Regions from separate parts of the Mus musculus genome. Here regions 2 and 3 are each linked to region 1. Evidence: chromatin contacts called from public promoter capture Hi-C data. All regions are on one chromosome and are shown on one strand. The core of a region is the stretch at or near the end of the contact, and the rest is flanking DNA. Distances in the headings are between cores, read along the strand shown.

What was found. Promoter capture Hi-C pulls out the DNA fragments that hold promoters and counts their contacts. Capture Hi-C pulls out chosen DNA fragments and counts their contacts.
Region 2: a contact with region 1 is called in a promoter capture Hi-C map of adipose tissue, with 2.2 times the contacts expected there. The contact joins the promoter of Myo5c here to the promoter of Onecut1 in region 1. A contact is called at or near these places in 2 of 39 promoter capture datasets (embryonic stem cells and pre-B cells), 1 of 484 Hi-C or Micro-C datasets (embryonic stem cells) and 1 of 9 other capture datasets (adipose tissue).
Region 3: a contact with region 1 is called in a promoter capture Hi-C map of liver. The contact joins the enhancer-like site here to the promoter of Onecut1 in region 1. A contact is called at or near these places in 9 of 39 promoter capture datasets (the 3T3-L1 cell line, the C10 cell line, HPC-7-derived erythroid cells and 4 more), 1 of 484 Hi-C or Micro-C datasets (liver) and 14 of 115 datasets of contacts at active chromatin or transcription factors (craniofacial prominence, embryonic basal ganglia, embryonic forebrain and 10 more).

Annotation. Positions count from the first base shown.
Region 1 is chr9:74,858,761-74,863,928 of GRCm38.p6, forward strand. It overlaps Onecut1 (one cut domain, family member 1), which reads left to right and starts at 3,161. Exons shown (of 2, transcript NM_008262.3): 1 at 3,161-4,641. The coding sequence starts at 3,537. It overlaps Gm33562 (a long non-coding RNA gene), which reads right to left and starts at 4,376. Exons shown (of 4, transcript XR_870924.1): 1 at 4,302-4,376.
Region 2 is chr9:75,229,794-75,234,961 of GRCm38.p6, forward strand. Myo5c (myosin VC) reads left to right here and starts at 2,221. Exons shown (of 41, transcript NM_001081322.1): 1 at 2,221-2,382. The coding sequence starts at 2,356.
Region 3 is chr9:74,554,496-74,559,663 of GRCm38.p6, forward strand. No RefSeq gene overlaps it. Among named protein-coding and RNA genes, the nearest start is that of Gm33459, 28 kb to the left of the region's middle. Within about 2 kb of position 1,981, at least 5 of the 459 cell types and tissues checked have an H3K27ac peak or open chromatin away from gene starts, as enhancers often do. A contact at or near this core is called in hepatocytes and liver, where this site is marked.

The DNA.
Region 1 (5,168 bases), core at 1,911-4,410:
TTACACATCTACTGTTCACAAAGAAAACCAAGCCATTAACCCTGAATCACATGGGCCATTCTTAGAGAACCGCACGTGGCCAGCATTTACAAGAACAGCCTTTTTCACAAGTCTGATGGCATTGCCCTGCAAACTGTAGCCAATCTAGCAGAGGACAAATTTCACATACCTACCCACTCAACAGGCATTTACACGTAGAAACATCAGTGATAGAGCCTTTGCCCAGCTCAAGGCCCCAGTAGCACAAAAGTTGGGTTCCAAGATGAAAATCCTGCAACAAGCAGCTAGTTGAGCCTTTAGCCCCTGTTTTTTAAACTTGTATTTTAATAGTTTTTACATTGCTCTTCTTTGATTCTCCTTCAGTTGCTTAGAATCTGGAGCAGTTAAGTTCTCTGCTTCACACACTTACTGTCCAGTTTCAAGGAATTCTTCTATAGCCTTTCCCTTCCCTTAGGATTGCTTCAATCCATCTTTGGTCTTATAAGGGAGGCAAGTACTATAGGCTGCAGGAAAGAAGTGAGGGGGGGGGGATGGACAAGCTTTGTGCTGGGCACTCCTAGATGAAGACCAGATGACAGCAGGTAGCTCCAGTTCCCTCAGAGGCCAGAAAATACTTCTGAGGTGTGAAAAACACCATGCTTCTAACTCAGCAACTACAGAAAAATAGTGCTTAAAAAAAGGTGTAAAATAGAGAAGTAGGAGAAGGAATAGGTGGAGGTGGTGGTGGAAGAGGAGGAGGGAGAGGAAATTTGTAAACCAAGTCTGAGATTGGTGGGGGTGGGGGTGATGTCAAACCCTGAGGGGAGCAAGGCCTAAAGATCTTTTCCTCAACTTCTTTTCTCCTTTGGGAACCAAAGCTGAAAGAAGACACCCTTTTGACAAGGTCCCTTTGGACCGAGTCCCTTTTGGTAAAGACTTGAGCTCCTTGATCCCACCTCTCTGGGGGCTCAGCTAAGAGTCACCGTGAAGAAGGACTTCCAAGATCAAGTCTCTAATTAACTGGAGGATGGTAGCACCATGAACGATGATGTGTGAACTAATACCCGATGATGTGTGAACTAATTCTTTCTTTCTTTCTTTCTTTCTTTCTTTCTTTCTTTCTTTCTTTCTTTCTTTTTAAGGAACAGTCGTTCAAGAAGAGATGGCCATAAGGGCAGATCAATCATTTCAATGGGATTAAAATATGGTGGAAGGAACAGTTGAGCTGAGATTATTTCAACCCATCCTTTGGTCTTACAAGAGATGCAAGCACTCTATACTACTGGAAAGGAGTTCAAGAAAGAAAAGAAAAGAAGGAAGGTAGATTTGGTTTCTAGAAAATATTTTGTACTTGAGTGTATCTGAAGCAATGATAAATAAATTAAATTAGTATTATTTTGGTTTTGCCAATGTATCCCCCCATGACCTTTTCCTGGGGGGTTCAGATTCCTAAATGATCATGACCAAGCTGGCTTGAAGTAGGGTCCACAGGAATTATTTGGGTAGGATGGATCCTGTTCTAATGTTGAGACCCAGCAGAGTTAGTCTTCTAGGAAGTGTTTCTGTACCCACTGACCTTGACTGTGGGCCTTGTGCTGTTAGAGGCAGGCACTTGGGTTAAGAGATGAGCCTGTTTGTACCTTAACTGATGAGATTTCAGGTTACCACACCCTGGGTTGACCACACCAAAATTTTCTTATAGACCCCACCACCACGACTCAATCCTAGGCTCTCTGAAAACCGTTACAAGGAAACACAGGCGGTGGGTTCTGTGTTTGGCACAGAGCAGGCCTCAGACACTTTGTTCAGTAGCTGAGCCCTGAAAGCCCGCTCTGAGGCTATCTTTATTGTGAGCACCGCTAGCCCCAGGCTGAGACTCGGCGCTGACCCGGCCGTAACTGCCAAGGGCCTGACAATGGGCACATCTGTCCTTTCTCCAAGGGATAAAAGCACCTAAGCAGACAAGGCTCTGCCTTTTGTTACGGACTTTTTTCTTTCTTTCTTTTGTAAATAAAAGAAAGCCGCGGCATGTGGCGGCCGGGTGTGTGTCCCACACTGGGGGCCTCCCCACGCGTCCCCACCAGGCTGAAGGCCCGGGTTCAATTCCGGATTGGAGCGTGACTGTGACAGGGGCACAATTATGCCCAAAGCTGAATTGATTTTCAAATCTGGAGGCTTCTTGCAGGGACGCCAGGAAAAGGAAAGCGTCCCTGCGGTCCAAGCCGCTCGGCTCAGCCGCGTGCACTCTGCCTGCGTGGGGTACTTCTTCCAAGCCTCTAGGTTCTTTTCTAGAAAGGCTGTGGAGTAACTAAAAAACCAGCTCCGTCCCCCCCCCCCCGCCCCCTTCCATGCTAACCAGGCCCTCTCTCCTGTCTCCCTCAGTATCCCCCAAGCAGAGTTATCCAAAGTGGGAGAGCTATCTTAATTGGGAGCAAAGTGACAGACCTTCTTTGAGGTCTGGGACAGTGAGGGGTGGCCTCGATCTGAGTGCTCCTCACTGAGCACAGATTCCTGAGTGCTCCTCGGCCCCGGGCTCAGATGGAGAAAGGTAGTTCGAGGAGTACTTGAGAGGATCATGGATGGCAGTTCGGGATACAGCGTCCCGACCTAGGCCTTCAGGGTATATACACGTCCCAAGTCCCCGTAGGACAACTATTTAAGGACAGTGAATGAGTTGGTCTCCAGCGATCCTCTAGGGAATAAAGCCCAATGGGCGAGTGGGCTTTGGGCCATGACATAGTTTCTACTCCCCGCCGGTAACCTGTACCGGGAACTAGCAACTCAGACTCAGGGGCTCTGGTTCTCAAACCTAGCTGGCTCACGGTGACAGAAACCAGGCAAGAAAGTCCGGATGGAAAGAGAGAGGGAGGTAGTGAGGAAGACCAGGAGGTAGCAAGTCTCCGAGGACTGTGGAGGCGGCTCCAGGTCGCACTCTGCGCGCGTCCCGTGCACGTGCTCACTGATCCCGGGCCATTCGGCGCCGCTGAGAAAGCTCTGTCCCCCCCACCCCCACCCCACCCCCTCGGTTCATTTGTGCTGGGACGTCACGGAGCGCTGGGACCGAGGGGGCGGGGCCTGGAAGCGCGCATGCGCGCTACGCCCGGCGGGCGTGAGGGCGGGCAGCGGCAGCGGCGGCGGCTACGGAATCGCAGCCACAGTCTGCAACAGTAACCGAGCCATGGCTCGAGCTGGCGGGCGGCACAGGCAGGCAGCAGCCGCGGCAGGCGCACGGGCCGCGTCAAGGGAGCCTGGGGCAGCAGGATTCTAAGAAGAGGGGCGAGAGGGGGCCGGGCTGGGTGGGCTAGGGGTACCGCGCTCTCCCAACAGCACGGGTCCTTTTTGGAAATTAATATTAAAAGAAAAAAAAAAGACAGAGGGGAAGGTGGGAGCAAGAGAGAAGGCAAGACACACACAGAGAGAGCGAGAGACACAGATCCCCACAGTGAGAGGAAGAAAGGCCACAGTCGCAGGCAGCCGATGTGAAGACTGGACTCCTTGCGCCCCTCGCCGCCTCTGCCCGGCCACATCGATGTTGCAGCCCGCTCGCCCGCATCACGATGAACGCACAGCTGACCATGGAGGCGATCGGCGAGCTGCACGGGGTGAGCCATGAGCCGGTGCCCGCCCCTGCTGACCTGCTGGGCGGCAGCCCTCACGCGCGCAGCTCCGTGGGACACCGCGGCAGCCACCTGCCTCCCGCGCACCCGCGTTCCATGGGCATGGCGTCCCTGCTGGACGGCGGCAGCGGAGGCAGCGATTACCACCACCACCACCGCGCCCCTGAGCACAGCTTGGCTGGCCCCCTGCACCCCACCATGACCATGGCCTGTGAAACTCCCCCAGGTATGAGCATGCCCACCACCTACACTACCTTAACCCCTCTGCAGCCGCTGCCGCCCATCTCCACCGTGTCCGACAAGTTCCCTCACCATCATCACCACCACCATCACCACCACCACCCACACCACCACCAGCGCCTGGCGGGCAACGTGAGCGGTAGTTTCACACTTATGCGGGATGAGCGCGGGCTGGCCTCTATGAATAACCTCTATACCCCCTACCACAAGGACGTGGCTGGCATGGGCCAGAGCCTCTCGCCCCTCTCTGGCTCCGGTCTGGGCAGCATTCACAACTCCCAGCAAGGACTTCCCCACTATGCTCATCCCGGCGCGGCTATGCCCACCGACAAGATGCTCACCCCAAATGGCTTTGAAGCCCACCACCCTGCCATGCTCGGTCGCCACGGGGAGCAGCACCTCACGCCCACCTCGGCCGGCATGGTACCCATCAACGGCCTTCCTCCGCACCATCCTCATGCCCACCTGAATGCCCAGGGCCACGGACAGCTCCTGGGCACAGCCCGAGAGCCCAACCCTTCGGTGACCGGCGCGCAGGTCAGCAATGGAAGTAATTCAGGGCAGATGGAAGAGATCAATACCAAAGAGGTGGCGCAGCGTATCACCACCGAGCTCAAACGTTACAGCATCCCACAGGCCATCTTCGCGCAGAGGGTGCTCTGCCGTTCCCAGGGGACCCTTTCGGACCTGCTGCGAAACCCCAAGCCCTGGAGCAAACTCAAGTCGGGTCGGGAGACCTTCCGGAGGATGTGGAAGTGGCTGCAGGAGCCGGAGTTCCAGCGCATGTCGGCGCTCCGCTTAGCAGGTGAGGCGCTGGGCGCGTGGGCGAGATAAGGGACTGACGGTGGGAGGGAATGAGAAAGGCTGGGCGCGCTTCGTCCCGCTCCGCCTCCCCTTTCTTCAAGAGAGGTGTCCCTAGACCTGGAAGAGCCAGCTCAGGGAGTCAACCTCCTCCTCCTCCTTCTCCAAGGGCTCAGCGCATTGGGCTAAGGGAGGCTTCGAAGACCGAACAAGGTGGCCTCCGCGACTTCGGGGTTGCGTTTGTGCTCGGGGACAGAGCTGCAAGGTTTTGAGCCGCGGGCAGAGAGACTCTTGGAACCTGGCGGAATCTCAGCGGAACACAAGAGGGTTTAGGAAGGGACGAAGCATACCAAGAACTAGCACCCGTTGCTCAAGGCACATACCCCGCGCGGGCCAGGCGCTGTTCAAGCTGCCAGTCAATATTGGCTGAGCTGGCTGCGGCGACCCGCTCTTGGCCGATTTTATTGGCGCCACGCGCAAGGGGGTCCGCACTTCAATAGGGTGTGCACACAGATTCCAAACCTGCAGGCG
Region 2 (5,168 bases), core at 971-3,470, 370 kb after region 1:
ATAGTGTGCCAGTGTCGTTGAGCCCCACCTACAGCTTTGCTCTAGCAAAGCAGAAGTGGATGCATTCCCAGCGAGGCAACCGTGAAAACACAAGACCCAGGGAATCTGAATGGATTTCCAAGAAAGCAGAGGCTGTAAGAATCTTACCACAAAGACCAGTCCAGCTCTAGGGCCTTCACTTCAAGTCTCACTGTATGCTTAAAGAAGAAAGAGCACAAATCTTTCACAGACTCGTTTTAAAAAGAGAGAGATAAGGGGCTGGAGAGATGGCTCCGGCGGTTAAGAGCACACTGTCTGCTGCTCTTTAAGAGGTCTTGAGTTCAATTCCCAGAAACTGTATGGTGGCTCACAACCATCTGATGACCTCTTCTGGAACACAGGTGTTATATGCAGATAGAGCACACATACACAAGTAAAATGATAGATAAGAAAAAACATTCTAACTTTAAAGAGAGAGAGGGAGAGAGAGAGAAGCACACATTTCCTAACACTCAAAGGTCAAACAGAACACAGCACAGACAAAGCTATCACACCTTTTCCAAGGAGCCAGAACCCCTAACAGGACATCATACATCAAATCAATAAATTTAATAGTAATAATAATAATAAATATAATGAGGACCATACACCCCAGTCAAGTGGGCCTACCCAGAAGTCAAAGAAAGCTTAAATTTTAAAAACAAACAAACAAACAAACAAACAAACAGAAAACCTGTCGGGCTCTGTGGTATGTACCTATAATCTCAGATGCTTAGAAGGATGAAGCAGGAGAATTTTGAGTTTAAGGGCAGAGTGACAACCTAATGAGTCCCCAGTCTGAAATATATATCCATTCACAAATTAATAAAACAGCCCATTCAAAAAAATCTTATTGTGATGCACCATATCAGATAAGAACAAAACCCAGCCGGGCTGTCATCAAGCTTGGTTCTCCTGCCTCAGTCCCCTGGGGCTAGAACCTCCCTCACTGCCCACCTGGCCTGGTTATTTATCATTTCTGACATGAATCCTCATTTTGTTTTTTATTCAGCATTTGTCACGTCACCAATGTCACTTTTGCCATTTTTCTGTTTCACAGCGTGGGGCTCTATGGACAGACTCCATTAGACTCCATTACCCTCGCACCCATTCTCATATGCCTAGTCCACTGTTTTAATGACTGTAGTTTGTTTTTCCCATGAATATGTGGCAGGGCAGAGCTGGGGCAGTAGCTTAGTCTATGAAGTACTTGCAGTGCAAGCCTGAGGGCGGGCCTTCAAACCCCTCCCCCCCCCCCCAATCTACATTTTAAAAGCCGGTGTTGTGGGCGCTGTAAAGCCAGAGGAGACAGAGACACTAGGAGTTCTGGGGCTCCTGGGTCAGCCTAACTCAGTGAACCCCAGATCCCAGTGAGAGATTCTGGCTTTAAAATAACAAGGACCAGGGCTAGAGAGAAGGCTTAGTGAGTGGTTAAGAGCATTGACCTCTCTTCCAAGGGTCCGGAGTTCGATTCCCAGCAACTCCATGCTGGCTCACAACCATCTGTAATGGGATCTGATACCCTCTTCTGGAATATCTAGAGACAGCTATAGTGTACTCATATAAGTAAAATAAATAAATCTTTTAAAAAAAGAAAAGAAAAACGAAAATGGGCAGCTCCCAAGGAAGGCCAGCAGGATAGGATCTCTTTTCTCTTTGTGGTGAAAAATAGTCTTAGCTGTTCAAGTACTTCTAACCCAAATAAAATATAAAAATAATGTCAGTTCGCAAACATGCTGCCAGGATTTTTAACCCAGTGTCATGGACCTATGTATTAATTTTGGTGACATCAACACCTTTTGAATGTTAAATATTCACATCCGTCCAAAAGGCCCGTACTTATTCAGCCCTCTGGTGTGTCCTGTAAGAGAGGTAGAAGCAAGCTCGCCATAAAGGTCAAACAAGGTTTTTAGTAGCGTAATCTCTGGGTGCATTTTCTTTGATCCGTATCTTACTTTCCATGGCATATAAAATGTTCGCAGGACAACGACTTTTTTCTTTTATCCGACCCCTTCCTCAATTTAGAAGTTCTGTTAGCTCACTGATTCTTTGGTTTTTCTTTGCTGCTGCTGGCTGCTGTAAGGGAGCGGGAACTTGGGCGGGACCCCTGGAGGTTTCTTTGACCTGTTACCTGGACCGGGCCAATGGCAACGCGGGCTGCCGGCAAGCACCAATCCCGCTGCTAACCCTCACCCCGCCACCAACCCCAGTCCGGGCGCCAGAGCCCTCGGGGGAAGGGAGCCGTGGCACTCGGGAAAACTTCTGCACAAGATGGCCAGGCGCTGAGTGCCTGGGCGCGCACAGTCCCCTGCAGCAACAGCAGCAGAGAGGAGGTCCATGGCGGTGGCCGAGCTCTACGCGCAGGTAGGGGCGCGGGGACGCACCTGTGCACCTGCCCAGACGGGTAGATGAGCGGAGGCCGGGAGCAGCTGCCAGCTCCGCCCGGGCCCCCTGCGGGTGGGCAAACCCAACGGAGGGCTGCTGTCCCCACGCCGGGTAGCTAGATCACCCAGACCCTTCGTCCCGCCACTGATGGAATCTGAGTCCCGCAGTGGGCAGGAGCTTCGATCTGGCACCACAAACTTTGTTAACCAGCGTTGTAACCTTCCAGGCCCTCGGAGTCTGGAGGACTCCGGCAAGATTGGCGGTGTTTTCTAGAATGCTGGTGCGCTTCCCTGTGCAGGCGAAGGAAGACACTCGGGGGATCCACCTGGAGTTGCCCGGTCTGAGCACAGGAACCAGCAGCCCAGAGTCCCAGGCCCCGGGTGCTGTTGGGCTCTTTTTAACCAGTGTAAGGGTGCATTAACTCAGAGAGCACCTCAGACAGGCCTGACCGGGAGCACATGCATTCTGGAAAACTTCCAGAAGCGAAGAGCTTCATCCTCACCCAGGAAAAAAATGTGAGAAAATGACGCTTTTTAAAAGAGCCATAAAACAGATCCTGCTACACTCTTGTAGGGGAATTTAGACCCTTCAAATTCTGACAGATGGGACTAGAATGGATTCTGTTAGAACATTTACACACACACACACACACAGAGAGAGAGAGAGAGAGAGAGAGAGAGAGAGAGAGAGAGAGAGAGAGAGAGAGAGAGAGAGAGAGAGAGGCGCGCGCATCTTAACTTAATTGGCCGGGGAAGGGGTGGGGGAGGTATTGTTTAGTTTTGGATTTTGTTTGTTGAGACTGTCTCACTGTGTCACCCCAGGTAGCCTGGACATCACTACTGGCTGGAAATCAGGCTGACTTCAAACTCACAGTTTTGTCTGCCTCTGCCTCCAGAGTGCTGAGACTAAAGGTCCATGCTCCACCAAGTTTTTAAGAGAGGTTCTTGCTTTGTGTCCCTGGTTGGAATGGCCCTCCGTCCATAGCTCAGGCTGACTTCAGACTCACGGAGATCTTGCCTCAGCCACGATAGCGATGGTATTACAGACATACCCCACCCCTCCTATCTTTCTGCCTTATATTTAAAAGGCACTTTCACCATCTCTGTATAGTAAAAGATCCTTGTCACGCTTATCTTTCCGTCGGGGTTGGAGGAAGATTTTCTTCTACTTTGTTTAATGAATAAATTGCAAGCACACATCAAACAAAGAGGAAATCCCTCTGATGCTGACCAATTCTGCACTTTATCCCAGTCTCAAGCTGGGGACCGAACCAAGGGCCTTGTGCTTTCTGGGCAAGCATTCTACCACGAGCTCAGCCCCTCATCTAGAAGATGTTACTAGAGACAGTGTGAACCACCAGGTGACCTAAATGTTTCTAAGTCTTCATGTGATTATCGGGAAGGGGGGGGGGGATCTTTAATGAACCCTGCCTTGTTGGGTATCTTTGGGGACAGGTGGCTGATCACCAACCTGTTTTGAGTAACAATTTTTCTTAAAGCAAAAACACAGGTATACTTATCTGTATCTGTGTTACTTACCTATAATCTCAGCACTCAGGAGGCTGAGGCAAGAGAATTGCCTTGGGTTTGAGGTTAGCCTGGGCTACACAGTGAGTTCCAGGCAGCTAGGGCTAAGAAACAACACTTTTTCTCAAAAATAAGTTAAGATATTGTGGAATGGTGGGGGTATGGTGGCGTCCAGATTTTTCTGTAGGAAGAAACTTTGTTGGGGGTGGGAAGGATGTGCAGCGGTTGTGGGGGGCAGAGAGAAAGGTGTTTTGTTCTGGAATTGTTTTGCCTGCCAAGGTATTTTCTGGTTCTTTGACTTGAGAAATGACAAGCAGTTGTCTCGTGAGGCCTAAGAGAGTATGAGGGGGAGACAGCTGGAGCAGAGGGTCACTTGGCAAAGATGGAGGTTTTGGGTGGAAACAGGGATCGGGTGGTAGTTTAGCAGCTAGATGAGCCGCTTCCTCAGGATCCCAGGCATTCGGGGATCAGGAGAGACCCTAGACACAGAGGGAGGGTGGAGACAGGAAAGGAGAAACAGGCCTGGGAATATCAGAACAAGGGACACACCAAGGATGACCTGGCGTCTGTGTGATTGAGAACAGGGCGTGTATGAGCGGCAGGAGAGCCATTAGGAGAAGGAAGTGTTCCTGAGAGAGGTCATGAAGCACGTTTAGTTTTAACCAGCGTTGTGTTGAAGTGGTGAGGAGACACAGGGAAAATGAGTGGGGCGTGCACAGCGTGGGAATGAGCTCAGCCCTCAGAGGGGAGCCCTTGACCCATCTGTGGTCACAAAACTGTGGCAGGAGCACCCAAAGAAGGGCAAGGCCAGGACAGAGGAGTGTCTGCATACCCAGAGAGCAGCAGCCAATCCCAGGTGAGTTAGGAGGAGCCTGAAGGGCTGGGGAGTACCAGGAAGAGAGGTTCCCAGAGGGAGAGGGGACTCCTGAGAGAGGCCAGGGTGTAGGAAGTGCAGAGCAACCCACCTGTCTCCACAGCAGCAGGCCCTGGAAACTTTCAGAGCAGGATTACTTGAAATCCCTTCGAGAAAAACTGGTCTGACCAATCCCCACTTAAAACCTGGGTTTTGTCCCTCTCAAGTCCCAACCCAGCCATAAGGGCCCTATTGTGTTTTATAAAATATGAGGAGAGAGGGAATATGTTTGGTGCAGGTGCAGTCAGGTGTCGGGGAAAGGGGTGCCTCTGCAGGTCTATGCTGTGGCGTCCTTTCCCCATGAAGGTGGTCCTATAATATACATG
Region 3 (5,168 bases), core at 731-3,230, 310 kb before region 1:
ATTATATCTGTCCCTAGATTCCACTGTGAGATGACTGCATTCCTCTTCCTCTCCCCTGTCATTTCTTCTCCAGGGATTCCCATCATCATCCTCTCCCTGCCCATGAAATGTGGGGAGTATGGACATTAACCATGCATATTTGAAGCCAGGGATAAAGGTTTGTGCCTGTAATCCCAGTGCTTGGGAAGCTGAGGTAGGAAGGTTGCCATGAGCTTGAAACAAGCCAAGGCTACAGAGTGAGGTGCATATCCCCATCTCAAAACAAACAAACAAAACAAAACAACAGAGATTTGAAAACTATCTATTATAAGCCAATAGCTGAAATGTGAAGAGAAGATGAATTTTTCTTTAAATTGAACCCTGGTATACAAGCATCCTTTAAGATCTTCTCACATTTTCTCTCTGTTTAAAATGGCTGGCATAGATTTAAGATTCAAATATAGCTTTTAGGCTTCCTGTTAGTAGGATTCAGGGTCTGCTTTGAGGTCACAGTCATCATTGTTCTGTCCTCTCTGCTCCAAGGAGCCCATATCACTTCCTGAGCATGTCCTACTTAATGCCATCTGAGATGCTGCTGAGCCTTTCCTCTCAGATGGAACCCTTTGCTTTTCTTTTAGTAGTCAAGTTCAAATGCACAAGAAACACTTCTATGAGTTCTTTGCCTCTTGTCTTTCCAATCAGAACCCAGAACACTCAGCCAGCTCACACGTAGGAGGACAACAGGAGAGAAATACGACATTAATAGACACCCAAGGTGCTTCCACACCAGTTTCTGAGCCAAGGATCCATGGCATCCCTCCTGCAGTCAGAGCTTCCTGGAATCCTCTGGATGGCGGTTGTCTTTCCCATTGTGAATAGCTCTGATCGCTCATTTCTTTCCATCTATGCTATGGCTCCAACATCCACATAGAGAAACCTTGTTCACTGTTATTTGGTGACTCAAGTTTAAACAGTCTTCAATCCAATAGCACTGGAGCTACCAATAGACAAGTCTAAATGTTAACCTTATCCTTACTATCTGCCCTGAGGAAAATCTGGAGAGCTGTATACTTACCTTCCACACCCAGTCACCTCTGTCTCATCAGCCCAGCATCAGAGCCTCCAACCTTCCCATAGCTGCTACAGCATGGGGTCAAACTTGAGGTAGTGAGCACTAGAGACAGTATGGAGAGGAACCTGTCCTCACTACCTCAAGCCTCTCTTCTCTCCCTCCCCTTGCTAAGGATGAGGAGCTCATGCTTCCTGCAGTGGCGCCACTACTGCTACACCCGCTTCCAGAGAGCCTTCCTTCTCTTTCTGAACCAAGATGTATTTCCCTAGAATTCCCCACCCCACCCATGCAGTAGGAACAAGGATGATGTTGCCTCCTGTGGGTCAGTCTCAGATCATTCACAACGCCCCTTGAGTGGTTTCTTCTCCTTACCACCCCCACCCTGACTCTTACCTGCCCCTCAAGCCTATGACGTAATGACCTTGCTAGTCTCTGTCCTGAAGTCTCTTCTAGCACCTATACAGTAGACAGTAACTTCTGCCACCATCTGAGTCCCATTCAAAATTCCCAGGCTGGAAATAAAAACTCTCTGCCCGACAGGACTGAAAATAAAGTCTCCCCTCTGCTTCACTCACAAATCGAAACCTACAAGGAAGAAGGAAAATTTAAAAGAAAAAAAAAAAGCAAAACCTTAGGCCTGCAAGAAATGGTAATTCCAAGCAATTGGGGATTTTTTTTTAAAGAGTCTTGATTCCTAAGGGCTTGTCTTGTTCTTTTAACTAGAAAGTTTGAGTCTTGATCCAAAGCTAATAAACGCCAGGTGGCAATTTGCCAGTTTGAACTCATGAGTGGAAGCTTATTCATTATTAGGAAGTAGTGATCTCTGTGGGGAGAAGCTTGCAAACAGGATTAGCAGAGCAAGACAGGGCAGAGCCTTTGGTGAAAAATGTGCCCATTGCTAATCAATGGGCGGCAGCCTCGCTGCAGCGGTCACATGGAGCAATCAGAACTGCATGATTGTTGCATTCATCGTGTTCAGGAATAGGGGTGTGGACTTTGGACACTGGCTGAGTCACGATTTCCAAAACTTTCCCACTTAGTGTTTCTGGCAACAGTGGGTGTTAAGGTTGCATTCTCTGAAGGGTTTCAGACAGTATCAAAAAGTTCAAATTGTTAAAAATACAAATAGAAGACATGCTCGTTAGGCATGTAGCTCAGAGGGTAGCATTCTTGCCAGTGAGAACAAAGCCACGTGTCAGAAACTCAGCACCACATATAACCAGGTGAGGTGACACATACTGCAACCTGCACACTCAGGGCAGAGAGGTAGGAGGATCAGGAACTTAAAGTCATCCTTAGCTACACAGAAAATCTGAAGCCAGCTTAGGCTACATAAGACCATATCTCAATAGAGGGGGAGGGGGGAGTCTAAAATGTAGCTGAAACCTCCTGCTTGTTCTTAAGTCCTCATATAACTTTCATGTTGTTATGAGATATAGCTTTTTCTTTATTCATATGAAGAATTTAAGAATGATATTCTCTAGTGTTGATTCCCTTAGCCCAAAGACTGTCCATAGCTTCCACCTCTACTAGTTGGACTGTAGCCCTATCAGCCTCAGTGATACTATCTTGGAAATTTCGATAATCAACTCCATGGTCCTTCCTCATCTATTAGATTTTTAGATTCCAGGAGCAGTTATGCTAGGAAGGCCATAAAACTACAGGGTCTCCGAATGGGAATTTAGATGTTGTTTTCACGCTCATGATATGTGTCCTCAGTCTGTTTAACCATTTCAAGTCTCGGTTTTCTCATCCCTATAAAGGTATCAACTTAGCAGGTTATCCTGAAGAGTGATTTAGGTAATGTATACAATATTCAGTTCCAAAACTGTAACATGACCATTCGTTATCATGATGCTAGTGATGTGTCCCAACATCTGTAGTGCAACAAAGGACTCTACTCTGAGAATTAAATGGAACTTGAGGGTGGAACCTGAAGGCTAGGGCTTCCTTATTCATTCTACTGTTGGTTGGCACTGTTGCTGCAGATAAATGACTGATGCCCCGGTATCCTCATATGTCAAGGGGGAATAGGATTCCTGCTCCATGACCTCCCAATGCTTTAGTGAAGATGGTATGCAAGGACTGTGCACACCACATTGAGAATATTGAGAAACTTTTAGCTAAAATTTACTTTCTTGCTCTTCAGAGGAACACAAGCTTCCAGATGAAGAATTTAAAGGTCTTTGGTACCTAGGAGAAGTAAGGGAACAATGTGGTAAAACAAAGGAGGTAAGCTCTGCCAGCTATGAGTCTTGCATCCCTCTAGAGAAGTATTTGCTAGTGGTGACCAATGGCAAATGCACATGGAACATAGGAGAAGACATACACTGAACATGCATCGAAGGGCAAGCTAGTAAACAGCTTTCAGTTCCTACCTCCAGGCTACTGCTTTGAATTCCTGTCCTGGCATCCTTTGATGATGGACTATAAAGAATAAGATGAAGTAAACCTTTCCTCTCTAAACTGTGCTTGATCAGAGTGTCTTATTATAGCAATAGAAACCAAACTGGGCCGTGTAACATTCTTGTGACACTTAGATCAATCCTCTTGAAAAGATATTTGGACCTTGTCTTCCACCAACACAAAAACTAAGAACATCATTGGGTGACATCTGAGACCTATAACAGAAATTGCCCTACTTTGCTCTAAATAACCTAGCTGATGTTTCCAGAGAAGTATCTAAAAAAAGTTGTCTTGATTTATGGTTTCCACTGATTTGTTAGTATATATATATATATATTAAAAAAAAAAAAAAAAAAAAAAAAAAAACTTCAGTTGTTACCAGATGGGAACATGGAACTTGAGACAACTGATCTGAGTTCCTGAGTAATGATTACTCACATTTGACTCCATAATAAACATTTTCTGATTCCATAGGCAGACAAGTAAATGGAAAGAATAGTACAGAATTAATATAGACTAATAGAAGCCTATGTGACTTTAAGAGGGCTACGGGAAGGTGTGTGTGTGTGTGTGTGTGTGTGTGTGTGTGTGTGTAGTGCTTATAGATAGTCCTACAAATGAAGGGGAAAGATAGTGTTCAGAAGGAAACCCTATAGACTTGGTCTGTGCTTTATACCTCCTCCCACATCCTCTAACTACTGTACCATAGCTTCCTGGCAAAGCCAAAGGGTGGGTATGAAGGTGGGAGGGAGGGAGAGGTCCACATAGGTGGCTGCATCGATCTTGGCAGCAGCTACCATTGAAGCCTAGATCAATTTTGCAATTTAGCCAATATAAAGAACAGACCAGCACTTCCCCAAGACCCTCAGTACTTACCAATACAAGAAACTCCTAAGAAGGTGATATAAGCATATAAGAAGTCTAACCCTACAGTTAAGGTGGTCTCTACTGGGTCACTGAAAATATGATACTTAATATCTCTGTTCTTATTTTCCCTACCTGAAAAGTAAGTGAGTTATAATAGTACCCACATCACTATATAGTGGCAGAAAGAGGCGGCAGCAGTTAAAATGATACCTGACGCAAAGCAGCTGCTTGGCAAATACTGTTATCACCACAGCCTCTGTCACATAGCTAAACATTGTGCATGTCATGTACCATGAAGGCTCAGGTTCTCATTCAAATCTCACAACCAGGAAAACTTGGCGGGGACATGGTCATCATTGCACTTTGCCCAGGACCCCTGAGCCACTTCATTATCAAAAGGGCATCTGAATATGAAATTTGGGGTTGGCATTTCTAAATCCTCTATTTATAACACAGCCTGCTAAGACTTTTAGGTAATTTTCAGAAGATGGGTATGGGTGTGTGTGCAGGGGCGTGTGTGCAGGTGCACACATATGTGTGTGTAGGCAGGGGTCAACCTTGGATGTTGTTTCTCAGGAACCATGACCACCTTTTAATGTGGGTTTTGCGGATTGAACTTGGATCTCCCTGTTTGCCCAAGAAAAGACTTTGCTGACTGAGCAATCTCTCCAGCTCCAAATGTATTGTTAATGTAACTTACTAATTCTCTCCTGCTCACCCTGCATCCACACATCCACAGCTGGGAAGCAGGCTCGCAGACCTGCACCAGTCTCATTGCCCCCAACTGGCAGGATCAACTTGTAAAGAAGTATCCATTCCCAGGAATCAGAGTTCAGGCCTTTCA